2 separate regions of the Hordeum vulgare genome follow, and region 1 is linked to region 2. Evidence: chromatin contacts called from public Hi-C data. All regions are on one chromosome and are shown on one strand. The core of a region is the stretch at or near the end of the contact, and the rest is flanking DNA. Distances in the headings are between cores, read along the strand shown. Region 1 holds the start of LOC123448365 (DEAD-box ATP-dependent RNA helicase 52C-like). Region 2 has its middle 18 kb from the start of LOC123448361.

Evidence for each region. A called contact is a pair of places that touch in the nucleus more often than the background predicts.
Region 1: a Hi-C map of leaf shows a contact between it and region 2, with 4 times the contacts expected there. The contact joins the promoter of LOC123448365 here to the enhancer-like site in region 2. A contact is called at or near these places in 1 of 6 Hi-C or Micro-C datasets (leaf) and 1 of 1 datasets of contacts at active chromatin or transcription factors (embryo).

The regions. Positions count from the first base shown.
Region 1 is chr4H:191,574,249-191,581,813 of MorexV3_pseudomolecules_assembly, reverse strand. LOC123448365 (DEAD-box ATP-dependent RNA helicase 52C-like) reads right to left here and starts at 5,524. Exons shown (of 6, transcript XM_045125215.1): 1 at 4,678-5,524; 2 at 4,489-4,572; 3 at 3,190-3,432; 4 at 2,066-2,233; 5 at 1,787-1,900; 6 at 436-1,434. The coding sequence starts at 5,388. The coding sequence ends at 949.
Region 2 is chr4H:190,773,602-190,781,040 of MorexV3_pseudomolecules_assembly, reverse strand. No RefSeq gene overlaps it. Among protein-coding and RNA genes, the nearest start is that of LOC123448361, 18 kb to the right of the region's middle. Within about 2 kb of position 1,615, at least 2 of the 3 cell types and tissues checked have open chromatin away from gene starts, as enhancers often do. A contact at or near this core is called in leaf, where this site is marked.

The DNA.
Region 1 (7,565 bases), core at 4,275-6,774, 800 kb before region 2:
CTCGTCGACGGCGAGAGAGGCGGCGATGACCCGAGCGGCGCGGGGGCGGGGCCGACACCGAGCGGCACAGGGGTGGCCGCAAGCTCGCGGGGCGGGTGCTGCTCGCAAAACCCCCGACCCTGATGCGTGACTGCGCTCCGACGGACAAGGAGGCGACACCGGGTCTCAGGGGTGGTTGCGAGGGAGGGGGTGGGGGAGAGAGATCTGGGGATGGAGACCGACGGGGAAAGTGAAGGGCGTGCAGGTCGTTTCGGTTTTTCACTCGCGTCGAAGGTGGGATTTTTTTTCTACGCTTTTTTTGTTCGGGCATAGGTAAGACGAAGTGGGATCGCTGCGAGGTTGAACCATCACGACGACACATCCTGCTTTAATAGTAGAGATATAGATGTATATTGTTGAAACAAACCCATCACATGATATGGCCCTACTTCCTCGTAAAGACTAATAACTTGTTCTTATTCGTTCCAGCCTGACCTCACAGTATATACATTACAACAGGATTTAAAGGAGTAAGGACTACCTCAACCTGGGTATCAAAAGTCAAATCTGGGACCAAAATCAAGCCACATAAGCACCCTCATTACAAGCTCTACAACCAACCCAAAATGAGACATAGACCAAGGAAATGCGAAGACAGAAATTCCACATCAAGCGCTAAATGTCAGTCTACCAACACCAGCTACTATTATCCCTAACAAGTAATTCAGTCTAGAAATCATATTCCTAGCTGCGAACCTTGGTGTGTGCCTGAAAGTCCTCAAAGACGCTCTCCATAACAGATATCTGTAAGATAAGATTACTTCGGTTGTAACCAGAAGAAAAGAAGGGGTCCGACACAGTTCACTAGTGCTGTCGCTGTATATCTGCTCCTACCAAAAATGTATATCTAATAAGAAGCTAGAGTAAAGCAAACTAAACTTGATAGACCCTACAGGAACGACTGCAACATTAATCCCAGGCACTGGGAGCTCCAGCACCACCATAGCCACCGCCCCCATAGCTGCTGCCTCCAGCATAGTCACTGGCGCCACCACCCTTGCCAAAGGAAGAAGATTCCCTACGGAAGTCACGGCCACCAAAGCGGCTCCCTCCTCCGGCACCACGTCTGTTCTTTCCACCACCACCACCATAAGATGGGCGAGCTGCATAGCGAGTGAGCCACGCAGGTACCTCCTGATTAGATTCTTGCATTAGGTCAGCTAGAGACTTTGCCATTGAAGAGTTGTTGTCATTGAAGAAAGCAGTCGCAATTCCACTTTTTCCTGCCCTCCCTGTACGACCAATCCTGTGTACATAGTCATCAATATCATTGGGGAGATCAAAGTTCACAACATGGGCAACATGAGGAATGTCGAGGCCCCGGGCCGCCACATCAGTTGCAACAAGAATTGGAGTTTGACCACTCTTGAAGGATCTCAAAGCATGTTCTCTTTCCTGTAATAATAATTGGTACATCAATATGTCAGGAAAAAACAGCACTTGATAAGACAAACATCTTTAGTTTCACAAGAACAAACGCCCAAGTATCCATCAACAGGTAATAAGATTCAAGACTACAGGAATTTTGGAGCAAATCAATAAATAAGTATCTGCTGTGTGATAGCAATAGTAGCTGAAAAGCACAAAAACTGCAATAGCCTGTCAAACAAACCAAACAGAACAGTAAATTGGCAACATTTATTTGATGGCAGCAACTGACCAATTATTACATCATTCCAGAGAACAAGCAGAAATAAATATGCTCCAAGCAAAAATGGGAGGTTCTGAAGGAGACAAAAGAATAAACCTGCTGATTTCTATCACCATGAATAGAAGTCGCTGGAAATCCATTCGTACACAACCAGTTTTCCAGTGAGTCGGCACCCCTTTTGGTCTCCACGAAGACAAGTGTGAGAGCTTGCTGCAGCGAAAGACAGGAGAAAAATGAGCACTAGGAATAAAGATCTGCATTCTCTACTTAGAGCACCTCCAAAGTACTTCCACAACTGATCTTAAGAGAAACTAAAGAATAACACAATAGGTTAAGTGATTGAATAATAAAAATAAGGGACAGTCAAAATATTACCTTCCCTTGATCAGAACTGTCTCTTTGCGCATGGAGCAGATCCATCAAGTGACTTCTTTTATCTGCCTCCTGTACAAACTCAACTCTCTGGGCAATCAACTCAGTACTTGACCCGACCCTTCCAACAGCCAGGAATATGTAGTTCTCCAGAAAGTCAGATGCCATTTTCTGTGTTCATTACGAGTAACCTCAATGTCATTAAAAATGCAAACTAAAAACTTTTGACATAACAAAACAATTGGAAGACATCCTACATGACAAAGATATTCAGCATAGCACAACAACCCAATTGGAAAACTCAAATAAGTCAGCACCAGGACACGGCTTGCCTAGCTACATCAATGCCAGATCAGTCAGGAAAAGATATTTCAGTAAGGTGGGCAAAATGCAGTCAGGAAAAGATAATTTAACCAGACCAAAAATAAGAACAAGCTTTATAGCCTATCATACACATAGCTTATCCGTGATAAAATACTCCATGTCGCTGTACCAATACTTTCACAGTTCAGCATCTTTTGAACAGACATTGCTGAAATATGTAAATATATTCATGGAGTTGGCATAACATTCTCTTCAGAGAGCATGTGCATGTTACTAATTTCCATTCACATATAGAACACCCTAGTGCCGAGTGCTGACACAGAATGAGATTTATAAGATGCTAGCGATACGGCATAAAAGAATCTCCGGTGCACATAATAACATATAGGCATATGACTATCATTGTTATTGTTGGACTAAACTGAAATTTTTCTCTAATTTAATACAATATTGGTTTCTCGATGTTCATATTATACGCTAACAACACATGTTACAATAGTTCTTTTAAGGATGTAAATCTAACTACCTTCCCTAAGCTCATCAAGCATGGTTCTAAGGTTAACACCATTCATGGTTAAAAATGCCATACTACCTAAATAGTAAAGCATCAGCCAAATATATGATATACTCCAGTATATCAATAGGGAGAAACATATTAACACAGCAACAAGAAAATGCGAAGTACAACCAAGGGCTCAGATTTAACAGCAAGAACCAATCATTTCAATAGAGTGGAGATGCTTCTTACAGATATTTATATATAAAATCAAGATAACTACAGAAATGTGGAATAAAAAGCTAACCTGGATTTCTCCCGGGAACGTGGCGCTAAACAATAACGTCTGCCTGACACCTCGTGGAGGCATATCCATTTGCTCAACAATTCTCCGAACTTGCGGCTCAAACCCCATATCCAGCATTCTATCTGCCTCATCAAGGGCAAGGTATCTAATCGACTGTAAGGATACTCTTGCCCTTTCCAGTAAATCAACCAAACGACCAGGGGTAGCCACAAGAATGTCAACACCCCTCTCAAGATCTCTCAACTGGAAAACAATGAAAATCGCATTTATGGTAATAGAAATTAAAGAAACTAAGATTACTGCCAAGTATACAAAAGCAAATATGCAGCCAAATTAACTAGCTTTTTAACAAATCCGAGGGATCATGTGTTACCAAAGGATGCTTAGCACCTCATCGCCACAGTTGGAACTCACCCAGATTGACAGGTCCAATTCTTTCAACTTCTACTTTGAGTAGACTTTGTGGTGCATGAATCACAAGATCCAGGATCACTGTTATCATAAGTGATGTTTTCAATTGAACTATCAGCATCATCCTTCACATAAAGCCCATTTTCCCAACGTTGTTTCACTCAGTAGTGCTGAGAGGAGAACTTTGTTGCAACAACAAAAGGTAATACAGCAGACAAACAGCATCTGTGCCATCTAACACAAAGTCCAACAATACTATAGGGAGCAATGGGATATCGACAAAACAACCCATAATCAGGTAGGTAACAGACTTATGATCAGGATGACAAACAAAAAGACGAATAGAAAGATAACTCAGTGCTGGCACTTATGAACATAACAGGGGGCATGTTGCTACAGAAAGAAAACAGATTTTGGACGAAGAAAGAATTACATTGGAAATCATATGGTCAAGCACTAAACCGCTCCCTTACACGGAATACAGGACCATGTCTTTCTAAATATACACATGGACCTGCCAAAGGACGTATTGTGTAATATGTTCAGCAACAAAGGATGCAGGCACATGTTATCTGTTATTTGCTAACACGAAATTGTTGGATACAGTATGAACAAATTAAACATACCTAACAATTTTATCAGTTTATGGGAATCACCTTTGCATTGCAGCAGAATTAACTGTAACCATATGCAATGCATGCACCCAGCAATTCCACAGAAACAGTTAACATCAGAGAACTTGCATAGCCTCTGTGAAGAACTGACTGCATATCCTACCATGCATATACTACACTCATACTGAAATAGAGGTCCAGGGCAGAAATTTTATAAGAAACAGGCCATTTTCAGAACTTGAGCTATTAGAGCAAACGACAGACAGAATCAGACCTGCTGGGTAATAGGCGCCCCGCCATATGCAACCACTACCCTGACACCAGTCTGATATGAAAATTTTCTGGCCTCTTCATGAATCTGCAGTACAAGGCAAACACAACGAAACAACTATCACGGACATGGCGCAGGAGATTAACTGGGCGTAATATAAAACGACAAACAAGATATATACACGACCATCACCTGCATTGACAGCTCTCTTGTGGGCGACAGGATGAGGGCAAGCGGGCAGGCGGTCCTACTCCCGCCCCGTTGTGACCGCTGCACGGGCGGGCCCCGCATGATGCCGCTGATGATGGGGAAGCAGAAGGCGGCCGTTTTCCCCGATCCAGTCTGCGCGCAAGCCATGAGATCTCGCCCAGCCAGAGAGATCGGGATGGCATGGCGCTGCACGGGCGTGGGCCGCACGTACTTGCACCGGCGAATGTTGTCGTTGAGCGCGGCGCCGAGGTCGATCTCCGCGAACGTGCCCACGGCGGGCGGAACTTCCCGGCCGCTGGTCTCTACGGGGATGTCTTCGTACGCTTCAAAGTTGATCCCCGTGTTCTGGTGCTCGTCGAAGGGCACAGGCTCCGCCAGCACCTCCTCCTCGTCCCCGAAAGGGTTGGGCTCCCGGTCCCACCTACGAGGTGGGGCCCCGCCTCCCCCGAACCTCCCACCGGCGCCGACGGTGGGGCGGCCGAGGAGGCCGGGCGCGGCGCGGGGGGGAGGAGCGGAGGACACCGGAGGCGCGGTGGAGGAGGAGCGGTTGCGGAGGTGGGGAGGAACGTAGGAGGAGCGGTCGGCACGCGCGGGGCCGTTGGATGTGGCGGGCGCCGCCGCTGGAACGGGAGCGGGAGGGGCCGGTTCAGCGTCGGCGACGTCGGCCCAGGAGGTGCGGGAAGGGGCCGCCATGGTTAGATGGGATCTGCGCGGAGGTGGAGGTGGGAGGAGGCGAGGTGCGCACTGGCTTTTTTTTTCAGGGCAAAGCTTTCTGCGGGATTTCGATCGGTGGTATTTTGATGGAGTTTGCGGCTAAAACGAAGCGTGCGACACGGAAAACCTAAGCAAGCTTTTGGCATTAAATTATGGGAAACGTCTCACTTCGGCGTGAGCCGGTCAAACGTTTCGGTCAGCACTCACGCTCCCTTTCAATGAATCAATTGGCGATACGTATGATGCGGCCCAACTCCTGTGTTTCTTCCACCTTCTGCATTTTTTTTTCTTTCTCTCCTCGTCGCACATGGCGCCCTCCGCTCTGTCCGCTGCTTCTTCGATCCCCCTTCTTTGCAGCACACAGCCGCAACTCCGACGATCCTTGACTGGATGGCGGTTGAGGCATCGCAAAACCCGTTGCACACCCTCATGTTACAGTCGCTGTCAAATAAGCTTCAAATTCAGAAGAAAAAGTTCAATCAGGCATATAAAAAAGCTGCAAGCGATCATTGCGATGACAAAATGCTACAATCGTTGACATAAAATGCTATAACTGTTGATGAAAAAAGCTGCAAACGGACATTGCCATGGAAGAATGCTACAATCATTGACATAAAATGCTACAACCGTTGATGAAAAAAACTATAACAAAAATGATAGAGAGCACATTAACCGTGCGCTGCTAAAAGATAATAGTTACAACCCTTGATAGAAAAGCTTCGACCGTAGATGAAAAAAGCTCCAACCATTGAGAGAGAAAGCTACAACCATGCACTGCACAATCAAAAAAGTTGCAACCGTTCTAGAGAAAGCTTCAACCAGCTTCACGGAAAAAAGTTTTGACCGCCGACAGCATCTGCTACAAGCAACGAGCTTGACAACGATGATGAGATGGGGCGACGGGAGAAGGACCCCTCGACAGTCAGGGGGTGGGGGTTGTGGTTTTTTGACGAGAATGACCGGCAAGGTGCTCGCGTTTGTTGGGTCTGCAAGGACGACGACTGACGGCGAGGACGTCTGGCTAGAGGGGGCGACGGGAGAAGGACCCCTTGACCGCCGGGGGGCAGGGGAGAGGGGAGGGGCGGGGAGCGCCTCTGCGCGTTGGACGAGGATGTCCGGCGAGGGGCTCGCGTTCGTTGGCTCGAGGTTGAGGATGAGAAAGAAGATCTGACGGTCAAGGGCTCCCTAATTTGACGGTTGTGCTGCGTTCGGCGTGAGTTTTCGGGTCGAATCGCCGACGCCCAGTACTGACCTTAAATTATGGAAGAGGATTCAAAATAGCGAATGATTTTCTAACTTTGTCATTTGTGTGCGGCGACGTTCGATTCCACACAACGATGTGGCGTCGTTCGGTCCCTCACCCAAAACTAGGTCAGTCCATCATAACCGTGTATACGCGGTAGTATCTAGCCTCGACGTGTGAAGTTAAGTGTTTTTTGTATTCGTATACTTCTACTAGCAAAAATGTTCGTTCGTTGCAATGGGTATAATATGATTTGTGTGGTATTCGAGAGTTTATCTATCATTGTGAATAATAGGATTTTCCAATTAAATTGGCTGTAAGATCCATAAGGATTCATTTTATGAAAAATTCATTGTATTCTAAAAGCTCACAATCTTCTTCTCTGCTAATAAAACTTATTCCTTCAACTCACTCTTAATAAGTTGAATTTTGTGTAACAAGTTGTTGATATTCAACCACCTTGTGTACAAATAATTATAGAAATCCAAAAATATTATGGATCAACGGCTACTTCTTCGATATGAAAATAATTGTGCACCATTCGCATATGTGTAGCAATTTAAAATAGATTATATATTATTTCTATATCCCGCGATCCCAACTGTTGTGCAAGGTAAAACAAGAAGCGAGCAAGATGCAGGGTTTTCGCATTCTCTTTATTCTTTATTCCTCTCTCTCCCGTGTGTATCTCTACTATTTACTTTACTTTGATGATTTTGGTGTGCACACTCACTCCATCAAATTGCTTCCCACGTAATTACCCTTGATTCCCGTCCACATCACATGACGATTGTGGCCATCTTTTTAATTGTCACTTGGTGTTGTACATTACGAGGGTGCTTGGATACGTTTTAGTTTAATGACTAAAAGTAATGAGACTAAAACTTGCTAACCCCACCCATGCTTGGATCCA
Region 2 (7,439 bases), core at 366-2,865:
GAGGCGATATCAAGGTCACAATCATCTTGCATGTTGGTTCTTGTGACGGGTACATCTCTTGCTCTTCAGGAACATACTCGGCGTGATCCTCGCACTCATTCTCAGCTCTCATTGCTACCCACAGAAAATACACATCCAATGAAACCACGGCAAGGTGAAATGCTTCAAACAACATGATGCATGAGTGTGGTTATGAAAGGAGCATGGCAATGCTAACTTGTCAACTTTGTCATGCATTTATTAAGTTAATTTGGGCATGCATTAACATGGCATGAATGGATGCATCATGAGTAAACGGTGCAAAAACATATAAGGAACGTCGCCAAACCGAGCTACGAAACTTTCGGAATTCACAAAACAAGAAACGGAAGGCAACAATGACTAAACAACATTGAGAGGGAGCTATGGGCATTTTCTTGGCACTCCAAGTATGCCACTGGATTGGGCACGAAATTTCATGTGGAATAGACCTAAAGATCATGCAAAACAAACGAGCACAACTCACACAAAAGCACAAAACACTTTAGCAACCAATCTGCCCACAAACAGCAACATACCACTTTGATCAAACAAAACCTAGTGGCTAGAGCGATTCAACAAGTTCAACCAAGACGTGAATATCAACCTATCAAAGAGCACAAGAATATAAAACTAATAGCAACATGGATAGGTACATGAATCAATAGAAAACAAGCTCTCAACAAATACTACACGTTAGGACTTAGTGAAAATCTCAATTTACACTTGCAATTTTTTTAACCTAGTGGCATGTTGACAGCAATAAAAAACTACTCTACGGCAAGTTTCATGGCATGAAGTTTAATAGAGTTATAAATGGCAACAACAACTACAATTTATTAGCACTAAGCATGAGATGGAACTTCACAGAAAACATGGTAGCATCCCCTAAACATGGCATGAAAATAACAGAAGATTTCCAGACTTTGTCAAATTTCAGCAGGAGAATTTACACCAGTTTAAAACATCATAGCATATTTGATAGGATGCAACTCCATGATGCAAAACCTATTTGACAAGGTGAAGGCACCACTTGAAAGAGGGCAACAAGCACTACATTTCATGGAACTCTACCAACCTCAAAGGAACAACCTACCCATGGGAATCATCAAGACAACATGGCAATAAAATAACATATTCTAACACTTAGAAATATTTGAGTATGTGAATCAGCAACATTTTCTTAGCATGTTTACAGCAAGAAACCCACAAATCGACAAGCTCATCATGGCAAAGAAAAATACCAGGCCTAGTACCCTCAAAACTCTACCACCTTCATGTTGACAAGATTATCATATGATGCAACAATTAATTCATGTGAAAAAGACAAAATGACACATATAGACAAAATAACATTTTTGCAAACTTGCTCAAATGACAAAACCAAGGTCACCTATGGATTTACTGGATTTTTCTACCCCAAACCCATATATCACAAGCCTATGTTCCTGTAGAAAATAATGCCACAAACCTATTGAAAATAATGCCACAAACCTATTGCAAAAATTACCACTACTAGGTATAACCTACTATATGCCAGAATAGGCATATGCCAAAAATGGGTATAACCTACTATATGCCAGAATAGGCATATGCCAAAAATGGGTTTCCGGGACTCGAACCTGCGTCTCCGGGACCAGAGAGTGGGTGTGCTACCAATAGGCTAGGAGGGTGGTTTCGAACATACAAGGGTTCGAGATACTAGGAGCTGGCCCCCAGGCAGAGGCTGGTTTTGTTCTACCTTACGCATGAGAAGCTATGACGGCGTCGGCGAGCAAGCCTGCCATATCTGGGTAGGTGGTGTGCCGGCGGGGCTGCGGATTTGGTGCAGGTGGGGGCGTGCAAGCGGAGCAACTAGAGGAGACACGCATGCGGGGCGGCTCGAGTTCGAGCTCAAGCACGTCCCGGGTACGTGAGGCAAAGCGGGCGTGGTGAGGCTTTGGGCGAGCTGCAGATGCATGTGGGGCTGCATACGAATGGCATACGCGTGAGGGATAATTATAGATCGCATGGGAAGCAAGAATAAAATGCAAAAAAATAGTATGTATACACTACATCTATATTCAGAGCACGGAGAGTGCAAAGTTGGCACTCTCCTATTGCTTCCTACGCAGATCTTCTAGCCACGAATAGGAGCAGGGTGGAAGAGGGATGTACCTGGATCACCTGGGACATGAAGCTATGGTTGGAGGGGTGATGGAGATGATGCCACGCTCGACAAAAGTCCGGTGCACCTGGGATCCAAGCACACCAAAGAAAACAGCGACGGTGAGGGAGCTCTAGAGTTGTTGGCATTGCATACGTAGATGGAGAAGATGGCAGGGACTCTGGGGTCTCGATCCACGCTGTCGGGGAGGAAGGGGATGATGCTGAGGGGCTACCTTGAGCACGAGCTCAAGCTCAGCCAGAGCATGGAGAGCAGGGAGTAGACGTGGTGTGGCTAGCCTTACCTGATGACAGAGAGGCAAGGAGAGGGACAAAATAGGTCGAGGGCAAACCCTAGGGCACCGGGGACATCATATATAGAGGCTATGGGCGCTAGACGGCCGTCAAATCATCGGGCATGCTGACTTGGGTGCTCTAGATGTCGAGCCATACAGGAGGAAGAAGACTCGTGCGTACGTGGGTTGGTGGCTGCTCTGCTGGGCCACTGCGGGCACTGCAGGACCGGCTACTTCGGGCTAGTGCTGCTGGCTCTCTCTCACCGAAAGGAAGGTTCTTTAATTTTAAAAAGAAATAAGAATAAAAAAAATTGCCAAGGAAGTTTGAAAGAGAAAAACTGAGAAAGAAAAATAGTTTGGCACTCTGAAAAATGAGCTCTATTTAACAAAATGATTTGGGCATTTTAGCGCTAACAAAATAAATCACATATTAAATACCATGGATGTTGTTTTTGCAGAAGGTGCCAAAGGGAAATACCAACACATGGTCAAGTATAACTTTTAAAACATCCTACAGAATATTTGGGATCCTGGCAACATTTTATAAAGTTGATTAGAGCAAGTAACAAAAAACACATAACTAACATTGGAATAAAGAGGGGTTTTTGGTAAGATTTTGCAAAAGGCTTTTGGAGAGGATCCCCCACACACGGTCGCTTGCAAGCACACCTCACACACATCCACTCACATAACACTTCACAAGGATGATGCAAAAATGAAATGAGGATATGATGCAATGATGCAAATGACATGAAGCAAAATATTTCTACCGAAACCGCATGACGGCATTCATTGAGGGTTCATACATGGAATATTACAAAGATGGCAAGGTAATGCACTTGGACTGTTACACCTTGCAACCTAGAATGCCCTTACTTCCGCATCAGAAAAGGAGGAGTTGGAGCTTTGACGTCAGGCGTGTCGTTGAGTGGAGGATGTGCATGAAGACAATAGGTACCACACAATGAAAGAGAGAGGCGCTAGGCGCCTCACCGCTGTGTGGGCGTGGGGCGATATGCGTGAGCGTGCCACCATGAAAGAGGTCCAATGGGCGCCCAGTGATATTGCCTTCATGGTCGCGTGCCTTCGCCAGCAAGAGGTTGATCGGCACATCGAGCGCTGCCAGGCGGAGGAGGTAGCGAACTCCCTTTGCGCTAGGAAGCCTCCGCGCACGAGGCAGATGCTGGAGAGAGGCTGCCACTTTACTGCTCCCCGCTCAAGGAGGGGTTATTATTAGTTAAGTTTTTATTAAATTTACATATTAGTTAAGTACTATCATCACGTATATGTGATGATATATGTATGATGTCTGCGATGAGCTATTGAATAGTTGATATATATTACTAGTTTCACATTTCTATATGTTTTCTTATTCACTTTCTAGCTTTAGCTATTACACATATTGAAACATAACAATAGAGCATAAATCATTCACACATCAAAACATATCAGTGTTATGATTATTGTGCACACATTGGGATCAACATCAAAACGATTCACCAAAATAAAATGCGTCCATGACTACCACCCTATCCTACAGAAGCTCTTGGCTCTATCTAAACTTAGCCGGGCATTCGTCCATGCGGTTTACACGCTTGTGATACTGCTGGAGCACGATCTCGAGATCGAAGGTGGCTATTTCATTGGATATTACCATCTCGAGGATGCGACGACCATTTTCTTCTACTGCTCCCGCTGCACACCTGGGACAAGGAGGCGCTCAAGCCTACCGAGCAGCCCGTTGGCATCAAGGGGGTCGTGGACAAGGAGAACGATGTGACCCATGTGGATGGCGTGACCGGCGTCTAGTGCAAGTAGACTATGGCTGGGCTCTGGTGTAAGAATGGTGCAGACAGCCGCTGCCCATTCCTGGCGAGAAATCGGGCTACTGGCGCACCGTGGACATAGCTGCAACATCACGTCGGGTGGGAAAGCGGGCGAGCGGGGATGGAACCGCTCTTGCTCTTCCACATGCTGCGCCTCTCGCTATGAGGCCCTCCATTGGGCATGTTGTGTGCCTTGCCCTCTCAGTGTGGACGTGCATGTTTTGCTCTACAGAGCACCACCGATGATCTTCTCGTTCAGTGTGTTTGCAGTCTCTCAGCGTGAGGTGGCTATGTTGCTCTTCAGTGATGACATGCCCTGTGCCAAGGGTCTCCTCAACCCTTGCGATGGCGCGCAACACAACATTTTCCGGCGTGTCACAGGGCATGCCATTGGCCTCGACTGGGCATTGCGCCTGTACTAGATAGTTTTCGTCGTTGAGGAGGTTGATGGCAGAGGCGACGCTTGGTTGGGTTGGCATGCTTGGTATATGGGCTAGGCTACACTAGGTGTGCATCTGCGTGTGTCGCGCGCCGGCTCTTATGTTCATTCTCTTGTGGCGGGAAACCGATGCGGAAGCCTGCGCGAGAACTTGTGTGGTTGCACACAAAAACATGGCCAAAAGAAATGCGTGTGCGGTGCTGAAGCGTGCACTAGATTCCTCGGGCGGCAACGTGGTGAGAAGACGGGACAAAGGAGGAAGGAATGGTAAGTCCACAAATGCGATTATTAATAATAAAAAACGTCTGCATTGCACTATCCATTTATGTACCATCACATGTCCCTTTTATTATATTGTCTACAAGGTGTTGTGGGTCCAGGTTTGATTAGACGGGGCGTGTGCGAGCAGTCCACCACGCACGCTCAAAGGGACGCATGCGACCAATTCGTCACGCAGGCTCAGAGGGACACGTGTGAGCATTCCGCCGTGCATGCGCAGCTGGCTCACCGGGAATCGAGATCTTTGAGCTCCACCCATAGCCCACCTCGCTCCCAAACTTGCTCCGAGGTTCATTGGACCTTTTAAGATCACGACAACGCATTGAGAAGTTTCTTACCAGTTGGACCTACCTCCGGAACTTTCGGGTGTGCACAACGTCTTCCACGTGTCACAACTTCGGAAGTGCCTCAAGCGCCGAAACATCCAGATCTTTATAAGGACATTGACCATCAAGCCATTGGCGTTCAACCAGACCTCACTTATCGTGAGAGACCGATTCGCATCCTGCACCCAAGCCGAGCGTTGTACCAGAAGCTGCACTATCAAGTACTTCAAGGTCCAGTGGAGCAACCAAACCGAAGCAGAAGCAACATGGGAGCGTGAAGACTATCTCCAATCTGAATTTCTGTAACTTTTTAGCACCTAGCTTACGAATCTCGGGGACAAGATTCTTGTAAGGGGGATAGATCTATCACACCCAATTTTTACCTTACCTCAACTGTAGCCTTTTCAAAAACCTGAGTTTATTAAAAGCATTTAAGCAAGTGCTATTGAGTGCCATGATTGCCGTTGTTTGTGTGTATGCTTGAATGAGTGGATCCAAAAACAACATTTTTATAACATGATATTTCCATAAAAAACTTTTTCTCATTTTTGACTATTCCAAAACCTTGCTTTGGGTTTGCACTACAAGTCCCTGATGTCAAGGGAGTGCCTTCACCCAAAGATTATAATCTGGTTTTAACACTATTTTAACTCTTAAAAATCATAAAATAATTATTTTATAAAATATTTTTCTATTTTATATGCATGTCCTTTTCTGAGGCCAAAAATTATATTTCTGGATGGAAAATTACTTCTCTACCTTAGAAAAATCTGAGAAAATTTGGAGATACTCACAGGACACATATTTTCCATACATAAGATTTTCAACCCCCATTTATATTCAAAATATTTGAGCAAATCCTTGAAACCTATTCTGTTTGTTTTGACCTTTTGATTCCGAGAAAATTCTAGCATGCTTCCCAAGCTATATTTGGTGGCCATGCCAAATTTCACCTCATTCCAAGGTGGTTTGGTTCACCAAATAATCCTAAAACCCTCTTTGTCCAGAATCAAGTTGAAGCAACTCTACATAGAAAAGTTTGTCCAAATGACTTGAAACTTTGCAAGAGCGTTCAACACCCCAAATGAGGAGACCGTGCCAAAGATTGGATTTGTGGAGATTAATTTACACACATTCCCTTTTGAAAGGACAGAACTGCCCATTTGGGGGCGATTTCAAGTTTGCACTGCCAAACTTGTCCAATAAAGCTCTAATTTTGTGGAGCATCCTATTTTTGCATCAAACCAAATCCTATTAAGTTTCATCACTAGTGGTGAAGGGTAGCTACCCCAAACGCGTGTCGAACACCTTCTGCCAACTTGGTAAAACAACCCTTATCTCACTCTACACCCACACCCTTTCCACCAAACTCTTAGTGCAAGCTGCCAGCACCACTCCTCAACTGCAGACGAGTGGCCCCTCTCTGGCTCCAAGCAGAAGAGCCCAAAATCTCCATTTTAGTTTCTGGCTCAAGACTGGCAGCTCCTCTTTAATCACTTGCTTTGACCAGTAGTTAGACCCTTGGCTCTCAAACAGCTAAGGAGCATCCAACCCAACCCCCGGACACGCCAAATGCAGCCAAAGCACCCCAGAGTGCGCCAGCTTGTCATGGCATGCCAAAGCTGCACTCAAGGCACGCTACAGGGCGCACCTGAGGCAAAGGTGGCCAGCCCCGGCCGGTTCTCACCTCCCCTCGGTGCCTCTCCGTGTCTCCGACAACCCACCTGAATTAGGGAAGCCTCAAGGCCCCTCCTCCCCCTCTCTGTTGACCACGGCGACGCGTGCCCACGCGCGCCGGATTCGGCCAGAAGAACGTGGCCATGCACCACGCACACACCTCGTCCCCTCTCTGTCTCTCGTTGAGTCTCTGGGTCTTAAACCACGTCCGCAAGACCGTGGTTTTGACCCCGAGCTCTCTCTGCCTCTCGTGCAAGCCAGAGTGAAACCGCCATCGCTCCTCGCCCGGTGCACCATAGCTGGCCTATACATAGGCCCCCCTCGCTCCAGCACCATCACACCTCTCCTCCACAGACTCAATCGAGCCCCCAACCACCCCATTCGATAACAAAGAGCTCAAGTGCTCGAGATCGATCAAGGCCCCGCCGCTTCG